7 separate regions of the Mus musculus genome follow, and all the other regions are linked to region 5. A link is a contact called in public HiChIP or PLAC-seq and promoter capture Hi-C data. All regions are on one chromosome and are shown on one strand. Each heading gives the region's core, a stretch centred on a gene start, on an enhancer-like site or on the middle of the called end of the contact. The rest is flanking DNA. Distances are from core to core; before and after follow the strand shown. Region 1 has its middle 46 kb from the start of Armh4. Region 2 holds the start of Armh4 (armadillo-like helical domain containing 4). Region 3 holds the start of Hnrnpc (heterogeneous nuclear ribonucleoprotein C). Region 4 holds the start of Supt16 (SPT16, facilitates chromatin remodeling subunit). Region 5 holds the start of Tep1 (telomerase associated protein 1). Region 6 holds the start of Zfp219 (zinc finger protein 219). Region 7 holds the start of Arhgef40 (Rho guanine nucleotide exchange factor (GEF) 40).

Region 1 (2,958 bases), core at 69-2,568, 1.0 Mb after region 5:
GCTTATTTCATGCTTTGTGTCTGACAGTGTAGCCTCTACAGCACTTAGCTTGCCTTTTCTGATGTCGTTCAGTTACAGCGGATTGGCCCCTTGGTAACTTGTGGCTGCTTATTACTGATTGCAGGTTTGGTTGATTCTAAAGTGTTAGAAGCCTGCGGGTTGCTATTGTGAATTTTTTTTTCTGGAAACCATTCATAATTTTGTCCTAAAAGCCAAGGTAGAGAATATGTTTCTCAGAAGCCTTTCTGCCTGCTTATAAACTCATTTACCCAAGACCTAGCCTTTGCTATGGTAAAACCTACTAAGTTTCCTGTCAAACCCTGAGATGAAATTTGATACCTTTTAAATTTTTTCATATTATATCTCATTGAAGGAGACACAGAAAGCTGAATAAGAGGTTTGTTTTTCATTAGAATTCCATTTTCAATTTCTGAAATACCAAATACTCTAAAACATGTTATTTGAGGTATCTTTTAAAATTAAGTAAAACCTCATAGTTCTGTGAGATGATTCAGTGAGTAAAATTATCTGTCGACCTAAGTTTGGTCACTGGGTCCCACATGATGGAAGCAGAAAATAACTTCTAAAGTTGTCCATTGACTTTTACATGGTACCATGACACATGCATGCCAAACGCAGCACACACACACACACACACACACACAAGCTAAACAAATATAAAAATCAAGGGATATTCCTTGATGTTGCTTCTTTAAAATTCTCTGTTTACTTTATTTCTCTCTTCTGAATACAAATAAACATATTTTGAAACTCCCCATATTTATCCACACCATATTATTGAAAACGTTAAATTTCAAAAATGTCTAATAGAAAATATTATTTAAATTTTCCTGAAAACTAGCCTTAACACTTTAGTATTTAATTTGAAGCTGTATTAATGGGCTGTAGAAATGGCTCAGATGTTAAGAGCACTGTCTGTTCTTCCAGAGGTCCTTGAGTTTAATTTCCAGCAACCACGTGGTGGCTCATAACCATCTATAATGAAATCTGGTGCCCTCTTCTGGCCTGAAGGTGTACATGCAGGCAAAATGCTGTATGCATGATAAATAAATCTTAAACCTAGGTTAATGAGAAAATAAAAGGTTGGAGCCAAGACAAATAACCTACTTCAATCACAGAAGCTGAACTAGCCTTATGTGTATGAGTTTTGAGCTACCTGGTGTGGGCCTAGGTACCAGAAGTTTCCCACGGAGACCTCTATCCAGGCCGGGTGGGAATGCCCTAGCAAGGGAAGTGAGTGCAGGAGGGAGACAGATGTACCCTCTGCCACGCCTTCCGGGTCGCTAGGTAACTCCGAGCCTGGGTCGTTGAAAAGCCAACAATCCAGGAAGGAATGCTGCGGAACTCAGAAGGGCTCTTAGGGAGAGAAGATCTCTTCCCAAGTGTTACAGCTCTTGGAACAAAAGGGTCAGACAAAGGAATAGTTCTCGAATTTCTTTCATTGCCTGCATGGCTCTCCTATATACAGTTCTGGCTGTGATTTAGAGTTTGACAACAAGCTCCTCTCATTGGCTTGGGCTGAGAGTTTGGGGAAAACCTTATTTGCATGTGAGAGGGCTTAGTGCCGTTCCTAAGTGGCTGATAGCCACGCCTCTCCTGTGGGGGTTGTGGGGGCGGGAACTCCGACAGGAGCCAGGATCCAGGAGACATGAGAGAACTCCTTCCATCCCATGTAAGTGAATTATCACTACCAGTTCCCAGGGTTCAAGATCTAGCCTGGGCTGGAAACCAGGCTGTCTGCACGCACGTAGCCCATTGCCCCACAATCTGGAATAAAATATGTTATTTCAGCAACAATAGTTACTGTAAAGAATATTTGATTTAGGTAGATGAGTAAAACCTGTGTATAAAACTCCACATCCATGGAAAAGATGAACTAAAGATTGGCTAGGCTGATTATTGATTTTGCAAAAACTGCTGACTACTGTGGATTTTCTCTTGAAACTGTAAAAGGAGTCAGCCTATTCAAAATGAGAGATACATACTACTTTGTGGTGATACATTTTATATGTTATACTTTTGAGCCTTCACTTCTTGGAAACAGAATTTGTGCCAGTGGTGTACACAAAAACAAAGCAAATTGTAGAAGGATGTGATTGGGGGCCATCACCTCATTGACACTGTTTTAAATATTCAATTTGGGGTTTAAACGAGCACTAGACTCATAAACAGCACGCAAACAGCAAGAGACAGAAAACACATGATTACCATAAAGACAAGAACTTAGTCATCATTTTACACAGCACCTGGCACTGACAGGCCATTGTGCACACACGACTAGGAAGAGCTGAGCCTGCTCCTGTGCAAGATGTAAAGATGTCAGTTGAGACAACATAAGCTAACTGTAGCTGTCTAGGAGAGAAGATTCATTTGGAATGTACAGACTCTGTGTGTGTGTGTGTGTGTGTGTGTGTGTGTGTGTGTGTGTGTGATGGAGATCAATATTTGTCCTTAGTAACTTAACACAATGAAGCAAATTAGACTTTTCATACCATTTTCATAGGAAATATTTCCATGGAATACATTTTTCTGGAATAGAAGATGGAATACAGGGGCTACAGTGTACTTACAAATAATAAATAAATCTTTTTAAAAGGAAAGAAAATAGGATACATTTGTCAGTGTACAAAGAGGCAGTTTGGCTGCAGAAATACACTAGTAAACATAGGCAGCACCTATTAAAATCTGAACAAATTTAATGTTTCCAAATCTAGATAGGTGAATCACATCTTTCTCAGATCTTTTTATAGGGAATAACATACGAATTTAAACATTAATAGGTAGTATGATCCAAGAGTGGTAGCTCATGCCTATAATATCAGAATTTGCAGGTTGATACAGGAGGACCATCACAAGTTCAATTCGAGCATGAGTTACAATAGTATAGTATAAAATAGTTGTATAGTATAATATGCAATATAATATGTTCCAAGCAGT
Region 2 (3,131 bases), core at 115-2,614, 1.1 Mb after region 5:
GACATAAACAGAGATAAGAGGATGTCAAAGAAGTTTTGATTAGATAAAGTTTGTGGATGGGTCAGGTTGTGGATGTGAGAGGAATGAGAATAGCATCCTCTTGCCATCTCTTATACATAGCTTGGAACTCTGGACTCAATATTTAGCATTAGGGTTGTTTTCCTTAGTTCTCTTAATTACCAGAATTTGGGCTTAGTTGATCCATTTTTTTGTGTGTGTGCTGGCTCGGACCTTACCATACGTATTATAGAACATTTTATAATGAAAAGACATGACCTGATTTTCAAACCATTGACTTTAAAAGAAACTTCTGAAATATCACTTAGTTGGGTGTGGTTAATCTGGCAGGAGACCTGGTCACCATACAATGGATTATGTATTGAGCTGAACACATGTATAGAGTATAGATTTCATCCATCAATTAAATTTAATCATATTCCATTCAAAAATCACTTGCTGGCTTCCATTCAAATATACCAAACTGTTGTAAAGGGGAGTTGGAAGAGTAAGATGATGGTGCATACGTCAAAGATAAGCGTGCGTTTGTGCATGCTCTCTCTCTCTGTGTCTCTGTCTCTGTCTCTCTGTCTCTCTCTCTCCTTAAAAGGTCATCATGAAGAAAGGCTATCCTATGAACCAGAACCGAGGGGGGAGTGCTGTGTGACCTGTTCTAAACCTCACTTCTTTCCCTTCACAATTAGGAGAATGAAAGGGAAACTGAGTCCCTGACAGGCTCAAAGATAACAGGCAAGGGCAACCCTGCCTTAGGTCATTGCACCAACTGTAGTCCTGAACCTTCAACATTCAAGGGATCATTCTAATTTTCAGAGCTTTTGTGCAGCTCTTATGCAGTAATTTATATGGCACCTTGCTTTGTGTCAGAAGGAGCAAAGAATCCCGGACTCCTATTAACTCTTATTTTCTACTTGATAGTTAGCACATGTGATTGAATGACAGGAACAGTTCTTGCAGAGTTCCTCTGATTAGTAGCTCCACCAAGATGCCCACTCTTCCCACAGGGACCACTCTGCATCTGAGGACTGAGTGCCGCTTGTTTACAAGACACCAGAGAAATTCCTGCTCTGGTTGGACCAGTGATCTGGTGTCCTCTCTGAAAGTGTAGCGAGAGCTGCAGCAGAAGCCAAGGATGTGAAGAGGGACAGTTGGGGGCAGGGTCTCTTGAAGGGCCCCGGGCTCGGGTGTCCTACTCTAATCCAGCCCTGTGCGTTAGCGGAGTCCACAAAACTGTAGGGGCGTGGTGACTGAGCTCGTCATTGCAAGAGAGGCGGGCGTACCTATCTGCTGGCCAATCCCTAGCCTTAGCTGCAGTCTTATGAATAAACAACAAAGCCAAGCGCCCTCCCTCTAGCATCCCAGACAGCCAAGGGAGTGTAGGCGGCCTCTACGTGAGTCGTGGCAGGGATGGCTGGCACTGGCGCTGCCACTTTCCTTCGCGCTCAGCTGTGCTGAATGCTCCAGGTGAGGACAAGCCCGGCTTCTGCAGACCTGGCGAGAGGCAGGGGTGGGGCGGGATTCCAAGGCTGCGCGGGCTTGCTCTGTGAGTGGGGCAGCCCTAGGGTGGAGCTCCCTGCACCCTCCCGGAACACAGTACCCAGGCTCTGACTGAGCAGGGACAGCTCCGTGAGCCCTGGAGGAATCTTGCAGGCCGGGGAAAGGCTTTCAGCACTACTTGGTCCAACCCAGCCTTGCTGCTCAGCACCTGGGAGCAACCTTTGTACAGGAAGAGCTTCCTGGCTGACTGCTTTTGTGTGGACTTGCTCCTTTTGCTCCCCTCCCCTTACAGTTCAACCTTGTGGAAGATAAGTTCCTCAAGACCGTGGTTCATTTTCAAAGCTTGGGTCCCAGTGTTCCTGTACCACTAAGAGCTAGCAATGGAGGAGCGAATGCGCACTGCTGTGGCCTCCCCAAAGGGTCCTGCTACTTTACAGAAAACAAAAACAAAAATAGTTGAATGTTTGATGCAGGAATGTCAGGGAGCCTTCTTGCTCTCCTGGGTACCCCAGGACAAATGAAGGACACTCCCTGGGAACTTAACCTAATTAGAAAAAAAAAAAAACGAACTAGGGGTCAAGCTGGGAGAAAACTCTGCAGCGCTTGGCACTCAAGCAAGGCACAGAGCACAGTTTTGAGGCACTGAGACCTAGCATGTGTGTCCTGGTCACTGACAGAGGCCGGCCAATATAGATTCTAATCTTGTGGAAACTAGAACCCTGGCTAAACTAGGGAGCAGCCAAAGAATTCAGGGCTCTCCAAGATGAGACATTCTTTCCTCTCCTTAGAACGAAAACTTGGGTACCAAATTAAAGTGCAGCTCTCTTGTGGAATATAGCAAAGAAGGCTTCTTCAAGTGTCTGCAATGTTTTTTTCTTTGCAAGTTTTCCTTTGAAACCTAAGAGGATTTCAGAGAAGATTAGAAAACCACCCACAGAGTTCTGAAAGAGCTCTTCACTGAGGACCAATACGTGGTCAGAAATTGCATGCCTCCCCCTTCTTTTTGTGTTTTTATTGATGTGAAGTCTATTAAGCCCCTGTGTGTCTCCTTCAGCTAAGCATCTTCTGAGCAGGCAGCTGAAGTCAGCAAATCCTTAGCATCATTCACTAAGAGTCGGAGTCCAGAGGGAGGCTTTGCAGGGTCAGAATGCTGCTCCTATTGTTCAGGGTTATAAAGCCAGCCTGGTTTGCTCTTATGGATACAGTAGCATTTGTGACATCGGCTGGACTAATGAACTACACACTTATGCAGCTGCCTTAATATTGATTGCAAAACTCCCCAAGGCTCACCAAGTCTAAGGTAGCTACAGCAACAGAGCCAATTAGGGCAATGTAGATTTGCCTTTGTCTTCTTGGGAGGCTCCTGACTGCACATAGTGGATCTTGGTTGCTGGACCTTCAGCCTATGGTCATTTGTCACTATAGAAGTATTTTATGCTCAATGCACGTTCATAGTAGAAATGAGGAAAATGAACTCATCTCCTAAGAGAAAGTTTCCCCTGTGAATATCAGGTGTGCTGCTTCATCCTATTCAGTAGTTTTAAAGTTAACTTTCAAGTTGTATGAAGATTTCCTTTCTTAGCATTTCTCCCTCTCCCCTTCCCCCACCTCTCTTTGTT
Region 3 (3,026 bases), core at 102-2,601, 1.2 Mb before region 5:
GTCTGTCTGTCTGTCTGTCAATCTACCTACCTACTTATATTTATTGTTTTTTCAAGATAGAGTTTCACTCTATAGCTCTAGCTGTCCTGAAACTTGACCAGGCTGGCTTGCACTTGAAACACTACCTAGCCCAAACTTTTCTTTTTAAAAATAAGATGTAAAATTGGGAACACATAAACTCGTTGGACTGGTTTACATAAAATAAATCTTTTGAAAATGACAAAGGCTAGGCAGGAGAGATGGCTCAGAGGTTAAGAGGACTGACTGCTCTTCCAAAGGTCCTGATCGTAACCACATGGTGGCTCACAACCATCTGTAGTGGGATCGGATGCCCTCTTCTGGTGTGTCTGAAGACAGCTACAGTGTACTCATATAAAAACAGTAAATAAATCTTTTTCTTAAAAAAAAAAAAAAAAGAAAAAAAAGGAAAGAAAGAAAAAGGCAAAGGTTTAAAGATCTAAAGATTAAAAAAAATCAGGAAATTTTTCTGGGATACAATCTCCTTTTCTCCGTAAGCTATATATACATTTCAGTGTATTTAATGTTCCTACAGTATAACCAGAGCTTTAGTGGCAGACCAAACCTGAGGGGATTAAGTAGTCTATTCTAGAAAGTGGGAAATTGAGGTGGCTGGCCATTGGGTTTGCAGACTGTGTGGCGACTTGGGACAAGGAAGCGGGTTTATAGGAGGTCGGGTAATTGCTCCTGCAGGAGAGAACTACAGAACCCAGTTGGTTTGGAGGGGGAGCTGTTCACTGAGAAGGCCATGTCCTCCCAACAGCTTATAGAATCTGGCAGAAAGAAGGGATCTGAATTTGATAATAACTGCAGAGCTAGTAGACGGCCTAGAGATAACTCTCCTCCCTTCTCAGAAGCTTGTTTGCGTTTCCCTTTTCCTAGGCCTGGGGCTAGGGCAGGCCGTTTGCACCCGCTACCAGACTCCACCCAGGCTCTCCCACCCCCGCGCCGCGGAAATGCGGTGATCTGGCCGGACCTGGGAGCTCTCAGAAGCACTGATAGGACGATGCGGCCGTCAGTCAGATCCGCCGGATACCCGGATGAGAAGCTGTGCGCGATACAAAGGCGAAAATTCCACCCAGCTTTCCGTCTGGTACATTGACCAATAACCATCCGTCAGTCACTAAGTGGCATGAAGCTGAACCAATTACTAACTAGCCTCTGTTACGCATGTGGAAATTCTCGCAATTAGCCCAACCCACCTCGGATTATGATTGGACGGAATTGTGAGGAGCGGTAGCGCTCGCTAATTAGGAGCGGGAGCGAGAAAAGTCACAGCCAATAGGAACGCCTCCAGGAACGAGGCGGGGGCTGGACTTTCGCCTCGGCGGCAGAGGAGCTCGGGGGCCATTTTGTGAGGAGACGGAGAGCGAACGGTCGTGTGGTTCTTCGCTGTTGTAGCTCCGGCGTCTCGGCGTAGACTCGCAGTAGGAGAGGCGGTCTCTTCTCTCTCTCCTTCCTTTTGGTAAGCGAAGGGGGCGAGTGCAGGGGAGGCCCTGGGCTGCTGGGCCCCGCCAGCGTGTGTAAGGGGGAAACCGGCCTCGCGGCAGAAGCCGAGGCCGCGTTTGTTCCCGTGCGGTGGGGACTTGGGTCTCATGCGGGAGGCAACAGGGCCTCGGCCTTGGCGCGGAGTCAACCTAGTGACCTCCAGGCCACGGTGCGTACGAAAATACCCTGTCTGCGCGCTCGGGTTTAACGGCTACTTTGATTTTCTTTGCCCATCAGGGATTCCAAGGGGGGACCAAGAAAGCGAAGAACGAAATGCTTGTTGATGTAATTGTCGGGGATATCTTACGGATTCCGTTATCACTTCCGAAGATAGACGCTGGGTGGGGGTAGGGGAGCGATAACATGGTGGTGTCGGACTGGAAGCTTCTAAATTCCAGGCTGGCTACATGGCATCTGAACGGCGTTTTAACAATAGGTTGAGTAATCATTACTTTTTTCCTCTAGGGGTAAAATGGTTAAAAGTCGGAGTGCTTGTGTTTGTAAAGGGAAGTGCGGAAGATTAATTTTAATTGGAATAATTACAGCTCACATTTTATCTGCAGGTTACAAATCATAAGTTAGTGGAACTTGAGGTAGGTACTACTGTCATAGAGAGAATTGAGCCTTAGAAGCGGTTGACAGGATCGTACTAGACAGGTCAAGTATTTTCACTGAGTTTCTAGGTGGTGCGCGCCTTTAATCCCAGCACTTGGGAGGCAGAGACAGGCAGATCTCTTTGAGTTCTAGGACTGCCCAGGATACACAGAGAAACTCTGTTTCGTAAATAAATAAATAGGGGGAAAGGCTTATTTTTGGGGGGAGGGGACCTGACACGGATGTTAGCAGAAAAATTTCAAGCTGGACTTGGGAACAATAATTAAAAGGCACAGCAAGGGTTTACAGCTACCTCAGTACTAGTCCTATCCCTCTAAAACTCAAAAAGGCAGTTTATAGCTATGTATGATAGTGCAGGCCAGTAATCTTTGTATTGTGGAGGCTCTGAGACAGGACCCCTTACCCATTGCAAGGCAGCCCAGGACTACATAGTAAAACCGTGCTTAAAAACAAATTAGTTTCTCTCTTGTAGGTGTTGAGTTCTTTTTTTTTTTTTTTTTTTTTTTTTTTTTGGTTTTTCAAGACAGGGTTTCTCTGTATAGCCCTGGCTGTCCTGGAACTCACTTTGTAGACCAGGCTGGCCTCGAACTCAGAAATCCGCCTGCCTCTGCCTCCCGAGTGCTGGGATTAAAGGCGTGCGCCACCACGCCCGGCTAGGTGTTGAGTTCTTTTTAATGTAGCCTAGTGTTAGTGCTTAGTATTCAGGAAGACCTGGATTCAATCCCTGGTACTAAGAGTATGGGGTTTTTGTATCATATTTAATTGGGAGTTATTTTATTAGGTAAACGTACTATAAAATTGGTATTTCACTGTGTGTGCTGGCATAGTCTTTAAGCACTAGAAAGGCAGATAACTGAATTCAAGGCTAGCCTGCTGTAGAGTGAGTTCCAGGACAGCCAGGGGTA
Region 4 (2,889 bases), core at 134-2,633, 1.3 Mb before region 5:
TCAGACTCCAGTGAAGATGCTGACGACTGAAGCCCCATATAGACCCGTGATGGGTGGCTGCTGGAATCCCTTACTCTGGCCCTTGGACTTTGGAAATGTGGGAGGGGCAGGGAACAATATGGGGAAACCCAAGACTTCAGGAGGTGAAAAGAAAAAGAAAAAAACAAAAAACAAAAAAAAACAAAAAACTTGTACCCAATTGCTCCCAATTTTGAGAGGATTGGGTGGGCAGGGGAACTCCTAAAAAAAAAAAATAATAAATGACCACTTCCTCGTTTCTGGGGAAGCAAAGGAGCTTAGAGCAGCTGGTGTGCTCACCCCTCCCCAGACGCCTCCATTAACCACAGACTATGTAGCGCTGGCCCTAGCCTCTGGCAGAGCCTGTTCCTGGCCAAACTGTGGCTACAGCTGGAGGGTCAGGAACTGTTACCTTCCTTCCCCTTGGCATTAATAAATTTAAGTTAATCCTTTTCCATTCTTCCTATGTTCTGTTTCCTTAAACACAATATAAGTACTGTTTTTTGCTGCGTAATTTAAACACCATTCTCCTACAGTTCAATACTGTTGCAACTAATAGAAAAGCCATTTGTAGTCCTCAATAGGCATATATAATGGCGGGTTATCCCGTTTGTTAAAGCCAAGGAAATGATACAAGATAAAGAGGTAAAATATTTTGAATTGTACTTCACATTCTTAAACGAGGATTAATTTCAAGAGCCATATTTTTTTTTTCAATTAGTCAGGATAACTATTCTTGGGGAAAGCCAGAGAATAATGTGGCTTTTCATGAAATACAGCAAAAGTACACGCTGACAAAAAGGGTGCCTTCACAACTTGGGTCTTCGCGAGGCTGGAAAGAACTACAAAGTTTAGGAGCCACTCCGAGCCATTTGTTTCCTTCCACCCTACCGGCCCATCTCTTAAAGGAAAACAGAACCTTTCCTTCCTACTCTGCTGCCCACCGCGCAGCTTATTCGCGAAGGTGGGCTCCGTCCCTCTGGGGTGCAGTGTTTGGTTGAGAGTGCCTTCCCCGGGGCGGTCACTGGCCTGCCCTGGGGCAGAGGACTCACTCCTGCGCCTGGCTGCACGCGGGTCCCGCTCTTTCTGCTCCCCTCCCTCTGCCCGCCGCCCAGAGCGCCCGGAGCTCGGAAAGTGGGCGGGTCACGTGACGGGAGCCTCTGGCGCCGGAGAGAGCTTCCAGAGCCCGCGAGCCCGCGCTGCACCTCGGTCTGTTGACTTCACTTTTGCGTCCTCGGTTGCCCTTCCTCCCGCCACCCTACGGAACGAGCGGTGGGTTTGGTTTTTTCGCTTTTTAAATCTTCGACGCTCTAGGGACCCGGAAGCGGAAGGGGATACCGGGCGGTCGGTACTTCCGGGTCACAGAGAGTGCGGGATTCCGGGCCGAGCGCGGGTGGCGGAGCTGGGACCTCGCGTGATTCTCGGAGCCCGACGGGAAGCGGCGTCCAGGGCAATGGCTGTGACTCTGGACAAAGACGCGTACTACCGGCGAGTGAAGAGATTGTACAGTAACTGGCGGGTAAGGAGCCCCGCGCCCCCGGGAGCCCCACATCCCATAATAGCCTGCTTCCCGGCGCCCTTTTCCCCCTCAGCCAGAAACCTCCGGCTCCGCCGCGCTCCCGCCTGCCCCGGCAGCGTCCGGCTCGCCGCGCCGTGCTGCGCCTGCGGGGTCCGCACGCGCCTGGCCCGCCCCGCGGCCACAGCGGCCCGCCCAGGTCCCGCCACAATTACCGTTTGCGGGAAAGGGGCGCGAAAGCTGTGCCCGGAGCTCTTGGCGCTCCCCGCTCCCCGGCCTCTGCTGGAGTTGAGAAATGCTGCTCCCGCGCCCCGCTGCTTCTCCTTAGGCCCTGCGTGGGTCACAGACCCAGCGCTGGGAACCTGCGGGCTCTCCTAAGAATTAATTGATGGGACGCCTCAAAGCCGGTTTCCCATGTCGGCAGCATACCGGGGGCACGTGTTGAGGAAAACGCTGTGGAAGTTCCAGGGCTTCTCCAAAGATTGGGCAGTTTCCCTGTTTTATAATCATAATTTCAAACTTACTTTTTTGCTAGTTAACTTGTTAACTTCACAAGTGTTTGATTGATTTCATACTGTCTGAACGGTCTATCGTCTGGGCTCTGAACCTTGTGAGTGAGGGGAAATAGAACTGATAAAAAAGAAAGCCGAAAATGCTCTGAAAAAATACCAACTCCGGTTTCAGCTTTGTAAACTATCTTATACTGATTGGTCCTCTCCATTCTTGGCTCCTGCATGTAATCCCATGATTTCTGAGGCTGAGGCAGGAAAATGACTAGTTTCAAGCCTGCCTGTGCTTCATAGTGAGACTGTATCAATCGGCTCGTCATTTAGTAAATAAAATTGAACCTTTACTGAAGTCGGTTGTTTTTCCTGCCTCATCAGAAAAAAGCCTATGTATCTTTTAAGCAAGATGCATTGCGTGCTGAAAATAATATAGGGTTTTTCACTTTATTGGCTAATTTTTTTTAGATGACTTAGTGGTCTCTATCACAAAATTATATTGTTTGGTCCTGAGGATTGGCCCTACCACCACCTCTGTGTTTTACCATTAAGCTATATCCCTATCCAGGGAATATTTACTGTCACTGTGTTATGATGTATGCAATGATGATAATCAAAAGCCCCCGTTTCTACAGCCAGCCCTGAAATAATAAACTTTTAAAGCTTTTTTTTTTTTTTAATATTTATGGGTATTTTGCATTCATGTATGTTTGTGTATACCCTGCATGCATTGCCTGCGAAGGCCAGAAGAGGGCGTGGGATACCCTAGAACTGAAATTACAGAAGGTATTTAGTTGCTGTTTAGGTCCATGTGAAACCTGGTCTTCTGGAAGGGCAACCAGTGATTTTAAC
Region 5 (2,898 bases), core at 52-2,551:
TTTTATATTTATTTATTTACTCACTTACTTATTTTATGGAGGCAAATGCTCCCTAAGGAATCTGGCTTGAACTTGAGATCCTTCTGCTTCAGCCTTTAAAATCTCTGGAATTATAAGGGTATATTACCTGGCTAGTAGTAATTTACATACAAAACAGACCTCCACCCACACACTCCACTTTGTATTTATGAGTTTTGCCTCTATGTATGTCTGTGCACCACCTTCATGCCAAGTGCTCTTGGAGTTTAGAAGAGGTCACCATGGGTAATTAGAGTTACCAATGGTTGTGAGGCATGATGTGGGTGCTGGGTACTGAACCTAGGCCTTCTGCAAAAACAGATTCTCTTCATTTCTGAGCCATTAGAGGGCAGCCTGGTCTACATAGTGAGCTGCAGGCCAGCTGGGGTTATATAGATAGACCTTGTCTAAAAATAAAAGCCCAAATCCCCAAAATCAAAATTTAAAAAAATTTGTTGCTGGGCGTGGTGGTTGGTGGTGGGGTATGCCTTTAAATCCCAGGAGATGGGAGGCAGGGGCAGGCGGATCTCTGTGAGTCAGAAGCCAGCCTGGTCTAAACAGTGAGTTCCAGGACATCCAGGGTTACATAGAGAGACCCTGTCTGAAAAAGAAAGAAACAATCAAAAGGGTTTGGTTTATTATCTCAGGTAGTTTGTCGCAGTAACAAAAAGATAACATAATGAACTCAAATAGCATGAGTAGAGTTAACTCTTTGATCTTCCTGCCAGAGCCTTCTAAGTACTAGGATTACATGTGTGTGCCACCATTCTGAATCATATTTTCAGAGGTTTTCAGTCAAGGATCTCTTGACCCTCTTGCTTTGGCCTGTGGCAAAGCAGTTCACGGATGGGGTGGAGTGGGATTGAGTGGGGTGGCGACAGACGAAACTGTTTACTTTCATGGTGGATGAAAGGAAGCAAAAGGGAGAGAAGGGGCCTGACTTTCAAAGGTCAGCCAAGGGCACACTCTCAGCGATCTTTCTTTCTAAACGTTTCACCACCTCCCAACAGCTGCCCAAGGCTGGCATGATTTTAGCACATAAGCCTCTGGGGTATTTTCAGGATACATAATAGCATCAGAGCATGATTGTATTGGGTGGAAATACAACTCGGTTGGTAAAGTTGGCCTAGCCGGAAGTATAAATCCCTAAACTGTGCAAATCAAACCGGGTGTGGTTAGCACAACCCTATAATCCCGGCATTTGCGATATCCTACACGCGGCAGCCCCGCCCTCAGCCCCGCCCTGCCCCCAGCCCCGCCCCTCCCTCGCCCAGCCTCACCCCTTGGCCTCACTAGGGTGTTGGTTTTCTTTCAGTTCTCTGCTTCCAACCAGTCCACTGGCTGACCCAGGCCGGTTTCTGCTCCCCGTTGCGGAGAACCAACGCGCCTCTCATTGCGCACAGCTTTTCCAATCCTGAGCGCAGGTAGAGCCCTGGCCGAGACCTGTGTCAGCTGGACTCCCGGAAGGACCTCTGGGCGAGCGTGGTGCAGCCGCTTAGTCCTTCCGGGCGGCTGGCAGGGAGGTGGGGTGGCCTTAGTGGGGCGGAGGGATAGATGCTCAGAGAGAATGGGTTCCTTTTGCCTTAAAGAATCCTAGGAGGGAGTGACTGTAACAAATGAAGAGTGTTGTGATCACTTTTGGCAACAGAAACTCACTAGACTGACACGTTTAACAGTAATGGACACTAAGGTGCCAACGCGGTAGGCCTCCACGACTTCCTAAGAAAAGAATAGCGTCTGAAGTATGGCTTCAGGTGCAAGGCCAAAGAAAAGGGACCGGGGTAGGAGTGGAGGCAGGTATACATACAAACTAGTGTATACACAGAATGTCAGTATAAAACTATCAATACCAGTTATCTCTGGAACTTGGGGAAGAACTTTTAAGCTTTCAGAAGTTAATCAGAATCTCTATAAACTCCAGAGAGGAAAAAAATTACATGTCTTTATTTCTCTGTTAACTTAAAATTTTAATTGAGAACTTGTTTTTCACTCTTGGATTATGCCAGATGTGGCTGTGTATGTCTTAATCCTAGCACTGGGGAGGCAGAGGCAGGTGGCTCTCTGTGAGTTGGAATCTGTATAGTAGTTCCAGGTCAGTCAGACCTTTTTAGTGAGACCTTGTTTCAATACATACATACATACATACATACATACATACATACATACATATTGGATTAATTCTGAAATTCCTTATTACTCGTTGGGTGTGTATATGTGTGTATGTGTTTGTTTGTGTGTGCAAGAGTATGTGCATATGCGGATATATATACGGGTATGTGGAGACTAGAACTCCACACCAGGTGTCTTATTCTATTGCTTCTCGAGTTACTTTTGGTAGGCTGGCTGGCCAGCTTGATGTAAGAATCTGCCTGCCTTTCAGTGTTGGGATTACAGTCATAGACTACTGAGCCTTACTGTCATCTAGATGTTTTATCAACTGACCTATCTTTCTAGCTTCCCACCTTTTTTTTTTTTTTTTTTTTGGACAAAGTCTCCTATATTCCAGGGTGATTTTGATCTTTTAACTTGCTATGTAGCCAAGGATGACCTTTGAACTCCTAACCCTTCTGCCTCGGCCTCAAGTGCTGGGAGTGCAGGTGTATGCCAGCCCAGCCCTCACTACTTTTTTTTTTTCCTTGTAGTACAGGGACATGAGAGGAATAGCAAGACACATTTTCTTTTGAGAAAGAGAGTGTCAGTGCTCACGTGGACCTGGAATTTGCTATGTAGCCCAGGCTGGCCTCCATGTTCTTATGGTCTCCTTTTCAGCTGTGATTCTAGACAGGTCACCGCTATGCCATGCCAGGCTTCTCTCTAAGCTTTTGCTTTCCCTTTTCCCCCCTGTCCCCTTAGAATTACGCCTGGATAAATCTAAAAGGG
Region 6 (3,068 bases), core at 360-2,859, 1.2 Mb before region 5:
TTCTGGTTTTTCAAAACAATTGAGTTTTCCTGTGTAGCCCCAGAGGTCCTAGAGTTAGCTCTGTAGACCAGGCTGGCCTTGAACTCAGAGTGATCCTCCTGCCTCTGCCTTCTGAGAGCCAGGATTCAACCCAAATTTTTGCCATCTATTTGCATAATGCAGAACTTGACACTTCAGTCTACTGAACTATAGGCTGAATCTGACCCTTGAATTAAAAAAAACATTTTTTTTATTATTAATACTTAAAATAAGAGTGTTCTAAATTTCTGACTTCTATTCAAATCCGGAAACCATGGCACTACCGGAGCCAGAGCTGCCCACGGCAGTAGCTGGTGGAGTTGAGGACAGACATCCATTTAGCAGTGTGTACTGCTGAGTTCCCAGCAGTTCTCACTTCACAGGCAATCTAGTTCACTCACTTACACCATTATCTGCCTTCTTAGACAATTTATTTTCCACCTCTCAAGGGCCTCATCATTTTAGAGGTCTTGTGCATGACTCTATTTTCGCCATATGATTCAGTAAGATAAGCAGAAGAAGCATGGTGTAATGGCCATGCAAATGAAGTGTAGTTCAGACAGATCTTATGCGCTCAAGCAACAGAGCCAGAATCTAGGTCTCCTGACGCCTGGTCTTGTTTTTCTCCCACTAAGAATTTCACACGGAAGCTCACTGAACTAAACAAGGAGAAATAGGCATGGTTGCTAGTAGACAAATCCCAACTGCGGAGCCATTCAAGCTTCACCACAAATTTCCAACCTTTTCCTTAAATTGTTTGCTCCCCCTCATATTCTATAGTATCTTCCCCAGGAAACTGAGTGAGGCTTTACGACTTAATTTGGCCAACCAATTGTGATGGAAGTTAACATGTATCCATTTGGCGAGCAGCACTGCAGAATTCATAAACAATTCTTCACACTTAGTTCACGATGTAGTGGGGGAGGCAAACTTATGGTGACACAGTAGGGTCTTCATACAGTAAGGCTCAGTCAAGCATGGTGAGTGGCACGTGCCTTTAACTCCAGCACTTACAGGCATGTGGATCAAGGTCTACATGGCAAGTTCCAGGCAGGCAAAGATACATGTGAGACCCTGCCTTTTAGAAAAGAAAAGAAAAGAAAAGAAAAGAAAAGAAAAGAAAAGAAAAGGAAAGAAAAGAAAAGGAAAAAAAATTGAGCCTCCAGCATCTTAGGATCTTAATAATTTACAATGAACAAAGGCCCTTGTCGGTTATTCTGGACACAAAGTAATGAGAAATAAAACCAGAGGTTTTGGCCCTGAGTGTTCAGCATTGTTAAGAGACCCATTTATACGGTCCTTGAGTTTCTCTTAAGATGCAGAATGCAATATCCAGGTTTCCGATTACCGCGGTAAAAGCTGGAAGACAGCTAATTGCTGTTTTCTCTTTATAGTTTCTTTGGCCACTACGTCCTGACTTTGAAGAAAAATATTCTTTTCTCAGAGCCCTTCACTATCCCTGCAGTTTGATTGGGGGAAGAGAAAACATGGAGGAGGCCCGGATTGCGTTCTCTCCATTCCAGAGCCTGATCCCAGATCTGTCTCCACCCACTAATACTCACACGTAACTTTGTCATAGGGCGACTATTACCACTCCCAAGGTGTCACAAACAGAAAGGATCTGCAGCTGGCGCCACTGCAATGTCAAGGCAAGCCAGCCAGGCTGCGCTCTAGCCTCACTGGTACCTGGGCTTGCCTGAGCCCGGAGAAGCAGCATTCTCTAGGGAAAAGAAGCCTTCTCAAGTGGGAACAAAAATGAATGTGAGGCGAACACCCATCCCGGGCACTATGTGAATTTGGGGTGAGTTCTCTTAGGCCTAGTCAATCTCTACTTTTTAGCAGCTACTAAGCTGTCCCCCCTCTCCCCGGTGCTATTGGGATCCACCGTTTTCCTGGGCTTTCTCCGCTCCCCCAAACCAACCGAGTCTATCATCTTTGTACACTTGCAGAGGTCATAAGTGGTGTGGGCACAGTACAAAAAGAGCTTCAGCGACCGTACCGCTGCAGGGATCAAAGGCCCGCCGGGGGCGGCCGAAAGGCTGAGCCTGCGCAGTCCTGCTCCCGCCTTGGAAAGGGTGGCGGCCACGCGGGCTCGGTCCACCAGCGTGCTCGCTAGAGGCGGGAAAGTCTTAGGTCGGTACCCCCGCCTGCCCAGCCAGCCTGTCCTCTCCAGCTCCCGGCCCGGGGGGGAGGGGGCGAGGAGGGCCGGCGCCTCTGACTCATCATCTCCAACCCCCTTCTCGCGCGCGCTCCAAGTCTCAGGACTTTGAACCTGGGCACTCGCGCGAGGGGCGCGGCGGCAGCACCAGGGGAAGCGCGGCTTGGCCCGGCGCCGACCCCCAGCCTTTGTCAGTACCGGCAGCTGCGGGCACGAGGGCTAGAGACCCGCAGCCGGTGGCGGTGACCTGGCCGCGGTGGCGGCGCCTCTGTGCGCGACGGCCCTCCCGGCGCCTCCCCGCACGCGGGGCCAGTGGTCGCGTCCGAGGAAAACTCGGCTAGGCCTTGCTCCCAGCGCCTGGCGTCACTCAGCAGATGCACAGCGCCCCCGCCGCCGAGGGAAGGCTCTTTATTTTGCAGTAGGTCACGGGGTAGCGGGGCATCCTGGGATTTGTAGTCTCGGGTGAATTAGGCAGGACCCGGATCCAAGGGAGACCTGGAGCACAACCGACGCGGATTCTGGGTTGGCTGGTGCAGCAACCCGGCTTGGAGTGGATGGGATTGTGAAAGGTGAACAGTGAGAGGAGGCAGATGTGAAATGAAGCTGGATGGAGAGGCAGGGAGGAAGAAGTCGAAGAATGCAAGGGAGGAAGCTGCTTGACGAGGCGTGAGGTGAGGGAGGTCTCTAGTCCAGAAATTATCTCCCTCTAGTGGGGAAGAGAAGAGAAATGGGCCTGGGTTGAGGGGAAATTGAGGGCACTCTGGGCTTCAGGCACATTCTGGGGGAAGTCCAGTTATAGTCCAAGGGAGGTGCAAGACGCAGAAGTGCCTGGAGATGTCCCCCTTGGCGTAGGGGGACAGTGGCACCTGTCTTGCCCACTCACTCATCCGTC
Region 7 (3,331 bases), core at 500-2,999, 1.1 Mb before region 5:
GGGTCTACTTCTTTGCATGTCCATATCTCTCTCAAGATGGCTTTTTAAGTTCCGTTTATCAGATGTCTTTGCTGTAAATGAGGAAAGTATTTTGCAGTATTTATTTCTCTACCTCTCTTTGCATTTACTAGCTCTCTACCCATTGCAGACGGTTCTGCTTCCACCCCAAGACAAAAATTACTTATTTTACTCTGAAATCTCTCCAGCCAGAGTTGCTTAATCCCGGCTGTTTGGGAAGATTAGGGTATTCAGACACCCCAGAGACCAGCATTCTGTGTTATCAGAGCCCAAACTTGGCTCCAAGGTGTGGGCGAGCAGACAGACCCTCAGTGTTCTCAGGACTGTGTACGTGGGTGGGAAGAAGGGTAGGGGTGAGGTTGGGTGGGCCCGAGCTCCGAAGTTAGGATCCGGGGAGCTACTGCTTGAGCAGCGAAGCAGCTGCAACCCATTAGGGGCGGTGAGCTCATGGCTGAACAAGAGTCGCAGCCACAGGAAACGGCCTCGGCAGGAGGGGAGGAGGGGTCTGGAGCAGGCGGAGGTGGGCAGGAGCCCAAGACACCAGGCCTCTGGTCGGCTGGGACCAAACGACGGGCGAGACTGAGTCAGCGCTCACTGGCCTAGTTCCTGTCTTGCTCCAACCCTCTGAGCAGGGTGATGCTTCCCAGACTCTCCGTAGACATTGCCCTGGCAGGGCCTCTCCCCCTCCTCCACTCTGCAATGAGCATTATAGGCTGCACCCGCCTGGGCAGTGGGCGCTCTCCCCGTAGTACTTCATAGTACTTCTGGCCGGAAAGTTCCGGGCTTAGTGTTCACTCTGGTTGACATGGGCTTCTGGTACCCTGAGCTGCTGCTCTCCGAGCCTCTGCTCTACAGGATTCCATCCAGATCCCTCCCTGCAGCGACAGTGCTCTGAGGCAGGCACTGTCAGGAACAGCTCAGTTCCCTGCAGCTGCATGAACCTCGGGGAACTTTGTCCCAAAAACTATGGTTTTGGCTCTGGCAACGTCACGCCCATTGGTACTGCGGAACACCCCCTACCCACCCCCAAACAGCCCCCTTTCTGTGAGGGAATTTCCCTTTGGACATGCCCTTTGGCCCTGGCCCAGCCACAGCTGTGGCTAGTCCCTCAGGGCCGGATGGGTGGGCCCATCTCACCGGGTTTGGGGACTGGGATGGAAAATGGTGGTTCCAGGCAGGTCAGTTCTCATGACCCAGGACAGTGCCCTTTCAAGGGCTGCCGCCAGACCAACTCGCAGAGGGTCTCCAGGAGTGAAAAACTGAGATAGGGAGGGGGAGGGAAAACTCAGCAAAAGAAGACTGGGTAGGACCAAAAAGACCGGGGGTGGGATGTGTGCAAAGACCATCGAAGGATGGGGAGGTGGCACAGAAGAAAGAAAGGGTCATGGCAATACTCGGTAGGGACTGAGCAGGCAGCAGGACCGCAGATCGAAGAAAAGAAGGGGGGATGGGAGGGTGGAGAGTCTCCGAAGCGCCAAGGAGCGCTAAGCGGGCACAAGAGGCACGGGGCTGGGGGCCCGGAGCGGGCTGCGCGAAGGCCGAGGGGACACCGGGGTGCTTCGCGGGACTCACCATGGCTCGGCGTCGGGAGGTGTCCCACTCTCCGGCGGGCGGGCGGGGCGGGTGAGCCACCGCCTCCCTCCGGGCGCTCAGTCTCGCCGGGTCTAGCTGCAGGACAACTCGCGCGGCGACCGCGGCTCTCCCCGCTCGTTCGGCAGCCCAGGCCGCGGGGGCCCCGCCAGGGAGGGCCGAGACGGCCGCCTGCACCGCCCCGCCCAGCCCGGGACCCCAGCCGAGAAGCCCCCCCAACCCTGGCCACAAGCCTCGCCTCCGCTCCCCTGGCTGTCTGCTGCCAGCCCGCCCCGCCCCCTCCGAGAACCGCCCAGCTGAGGACGCCCCGGGTTTCCCGCGTCTTCTTCGCTCTGCGGGATCAGTTCAGCCTCAGCTCGGGACCCTGCAGGGGACCCGCCTAGGTCCCAGGTTGCCCGGCGGCCAAAAGCCTTCTTCCATCTCTAGGGTCCATGACACATCTCCGGTCCGTGGCAAGGCTTGGCAAGGTCCTGGGGCCCAGGTCGATCCACAGCCTTTAGTTCCCTTTAGGTAGAGCTGAAGGCCGGGAAATTAGGGTATTCCCCCAAGCCTTGGGCGTTTGCCCGCCCTTCTTCCCCTTCCACCTTCTTGGGTCTCAAGGCTCCATGAGACTACAATGGGCTCCTGTGTGCAGCCTGGGGAGGGCGGGGGATGAGGGGAATTACGAAGTAAAGGCTTGGCATGTGGGGTGGGGGGATATGTGTCACGGCTGAGAGGCCAGGGCCCCGGGATCAGGATCCCTCTGTAGGGTCTGGGGGCGTTTGCGGAGTTGCTCCACGCTGCCTTTGCCTTTTTCTCTACCTTAGACCCCTGTTGCTCTGCGGTTAGAGAAGGGGAAGCAACAGTTCCCGGATTAGACCCCACGCTTTAGTACTGATGTCAGATCTTTCCTTCTTGTTGCAGGGCGATAGTGGCCCATATGCTAGGGCTTTTGGCAGTGACTATTATCTTACACTTCAGACAAAAGGGGCTAGGCTCCTTTAATTTTTTTTTTTTTTTGCCTCACCTACAAACTCGAGTATCACTTCTACATGGAAGTGAAGGCCGAGTGGGGTCTCTCAAAAAGGCTTGAGGAACCGCAGCACATCAAGGGGTTGCCCTGCCTGTCTCTGAGTCACAGACTGGTCCAAAAGGTGGACATTTGGGAGGCGATCTGAAAGGTACTCATTTCCCAGAGAGATCGTGAAGGTGTTGGCATTGCAGTTAGAGGGTAAAGTTTATTTAGAAGACGTGTGGTAGTGGATACAGTCGATGAGGCTTGGAGCAGGAGGAGAAGAAAGGGCCTCCATGACAGGCTCTTTTCATCTTAGGATGCTACATTCTGCCCCTTTTCCTGTGGGTCTGGAGAAGGGAGAAACTTAATTCATGGGGATGACACGAGCCCTCTGGTTCATAGGGTTAAAAAAGAATCTCAAGCAGGGAAAACCCTGTGATTAACCGGCAAGAACTGTGGAGCTATCTCCAACCTTCCAGTTAAGGTAGACTCTTCAGTCTCCTTGTTATTAATGACCAAGAGAGTGAGATTTTACTACCCCCTGGTGTCTGCCTGGTAAATACTGCCCAGCAGCAGGTTGTAGAGGCCTTCTAGGGAAGTTTTTTTTCAGAGGATTTTCTGTAAACCTTACTCATCAAATCTAGTTCACCCATTCTCGGTCTGGAACGATTGAACCTTCCCTTATTGGAACTTAAGATTCCTTATGCTCAAATCATTTGGTAGAATCCA

Evidence for each region. Promoter capture Hi-C pulls out the DNA fragments that hold promoters and counts their contacts. HiChIP or PLAC-seq counts read pairs in DNA pulled down with a chosen protein or histone mark.
Region 1: an H3K27ac HiChIP or PLAC-seq map of embryonic stem cells shows a contact between it and region 5, with 3 times the contacts expected there. The contact joins the enhancer-like site here to the promoter of Tep1 in region 5. A contact is called at or near these places in 5 of 39 promoter capture datasets (cranial neural crest, embryonic stem cells, hippocampal neurons and 2 more) and 1 of 115 datasets of contacts at active chromatin or transcription factors (embryonic stem cells).
Region 2: a contact with region 5 is called in a promoter capture Hi-C map of stem cell-derived epiblast-like cells, with 3 times the contacts expected there. The contact joins the promoter of Armh4 here to the promoter of Tep1 in region 5. A contact is called at or near these places in 8 of 39 promoter capture datasets (cranial neural crest, embryonic stem cells, frontonasal cranial neural crest and 4 more).
Region 3: a promoter capture Hi-C map of liver shows a contact between it and region 5, with 5 times the contacts expected there. The contact joins the promoter of Hnrnpc here to the promoter of Tep1 in region 5. A contact is called at or near these places in 8 of 39 promoter capture datasets (the 3T3-L1 cell line, 3T3-L1-derived adipocytes, the C10 cell line and 4 more).
Region 4: a contact with region 5 is called in a promoter capture Hi-C map of pre-B cells. The contact joins the promoter of Supt16 here to the promoter of Tep1 in region 5. A contact is called at or near these places in 6 of 39 promoter capture datasets (the 3T3-L1 cell line, cranial neural crest, hippocampal neurons and 2 more) and 1 of 9 other capture datasets (adipose tissue).
Region 6: a promoter capture Hi-C map of liver shows a contact between it and region 5, with 4 times the contacts expected there. The contact joins the promoter of Zfp219 here to the promoter of Tep1 in region 5. A contact is called at or near these places in 8 of 39 promoter capture datasets (the 3T3-L1 cell line, 3T3-L1-derived adipocytes, embryonic stem cells and 4 more), 1 of 484 Hi-C or Micro-C datasets (B cells) and 1 of 115 datasets of contacts at active chromatin or transcription factors (embryonic stem cells).
Region 7: a contact with region 5 is called in a promoter capture Hi-C map of stem cell-derived epiblast-like cells, with 2.4 times the contacts expected there. The contact joins the promoter of Arhgef40 here to the promoter of Tep1 in region 5. A contact is called at or near these places in 9 of 39 promoter capture datasets (the 3T3-L1 cell line, 3T3-L1-derived adipocytes, cranial neural crest and 5 more).

What each region holds. Positions count from the first base shown.
Region 1 is chr14:49,828,006-49,830,963 of GRCm38.p6, reverse strand. No RefSeq gene overlaps it. Among named protein-coding and RNA genes, the nearest start is that of Armh4, 46 kb to the right of the region's middle. Within about 2 kb of position 1,318, at least 32 of the 459 cell types and tissues checked have an H3K27ac peak or open chromatin away from gene starts, as enhancers often do. A contact at or near this core is called in embryonic stem cells and stem cell-derived epiblast-like cells, where this site is marked.
Region 2 is chr14:49,781,616-49,784,746 of GRCm38.p6, reverse strand. Armh4 (armadillo-like helical domain containing 4) reads left to right here and starts at 1,364. Exons shown (of 8, transcript NM_026142.5): 1 at 1,364-1,479. The coding sequence starts at 1,471.
Region 3 is chr14:52,102,346-52,105,371 of GRCm38.p6, reverse strand. It overlaps Hnrnpc (heterogeneous nuclear ribonucleoprotein C), which reads left to right and starts at 1,351. Exons shown (of 9, transcript NM_001170981.2): 1 at 1,351-1,483. It also overlaps a transcript of Rpgrip1 not described here.
Region 4 is chr14:52,195,733-52,198,621 of GRCm38.p6, reverse strand. Supt16 (SPT16, facilitates chromatin remodeling subunit) reads left to right here and starts at 1,383. Exons shown (of 26, transcript NM_033618.3): 1 at 1,383-1,537. The coding sequence starts at 1,472. Chd8 (chromodomain helicase DNA binding protein 8) reads left to right here. Exons shown (of 38, transcript NM_201637.3): 38 at 1-471. The coding sequence ends at 30.
Region 5 is chr14:50,868,957-50,871,854 of GRCm38.p6, reverse strand. Tep1 (telomerase associated protein 1) reads left to right here and starts at 1,301. Exons shown (of 55, transcript NM_009351.2): 1 at 1,301-1,442. It overlaps Gm26782 (a long non-coding RNA gene), which reads right to left and starts at 1,559. Exons shown (of 3, transcript XR_874615.2): 1 at 1,299-1,559.
Region 6 is chr14:52,019,274-52,022,341 of GRCm38.p6, reverse strand. It overlaps Zfp219 (zinc finger protein 219), which reads left to right and starts at 1,609. Exons shown (of 5, transcript NM_027248.2): 1 at 1,609-1,819. Tmem253 (transmembrane protein 253) reads right to left here. Exons shown (of 7, transcript NM_001033805.3): 7 at 2,555-3,068. The coding sequence ends at 3,056.
Region 7 is chr14:51,983,251-51,986,581 of GRCm38.p6, reverse strand. It overlaps Arhgef40 (Rho guanine nucleotide exchange factor (GEF) 40), which reads right to left and starts at 1,749. Exons shown (of 24, transcript NM_198249.4): 1 at 1,591-1,749. The coding sequence starts at 1,593. Gm16617 (predicted gene, 16617) reads left to right here. Exons shown (of 3, transcript NR_045728.1): 3 at 1-193.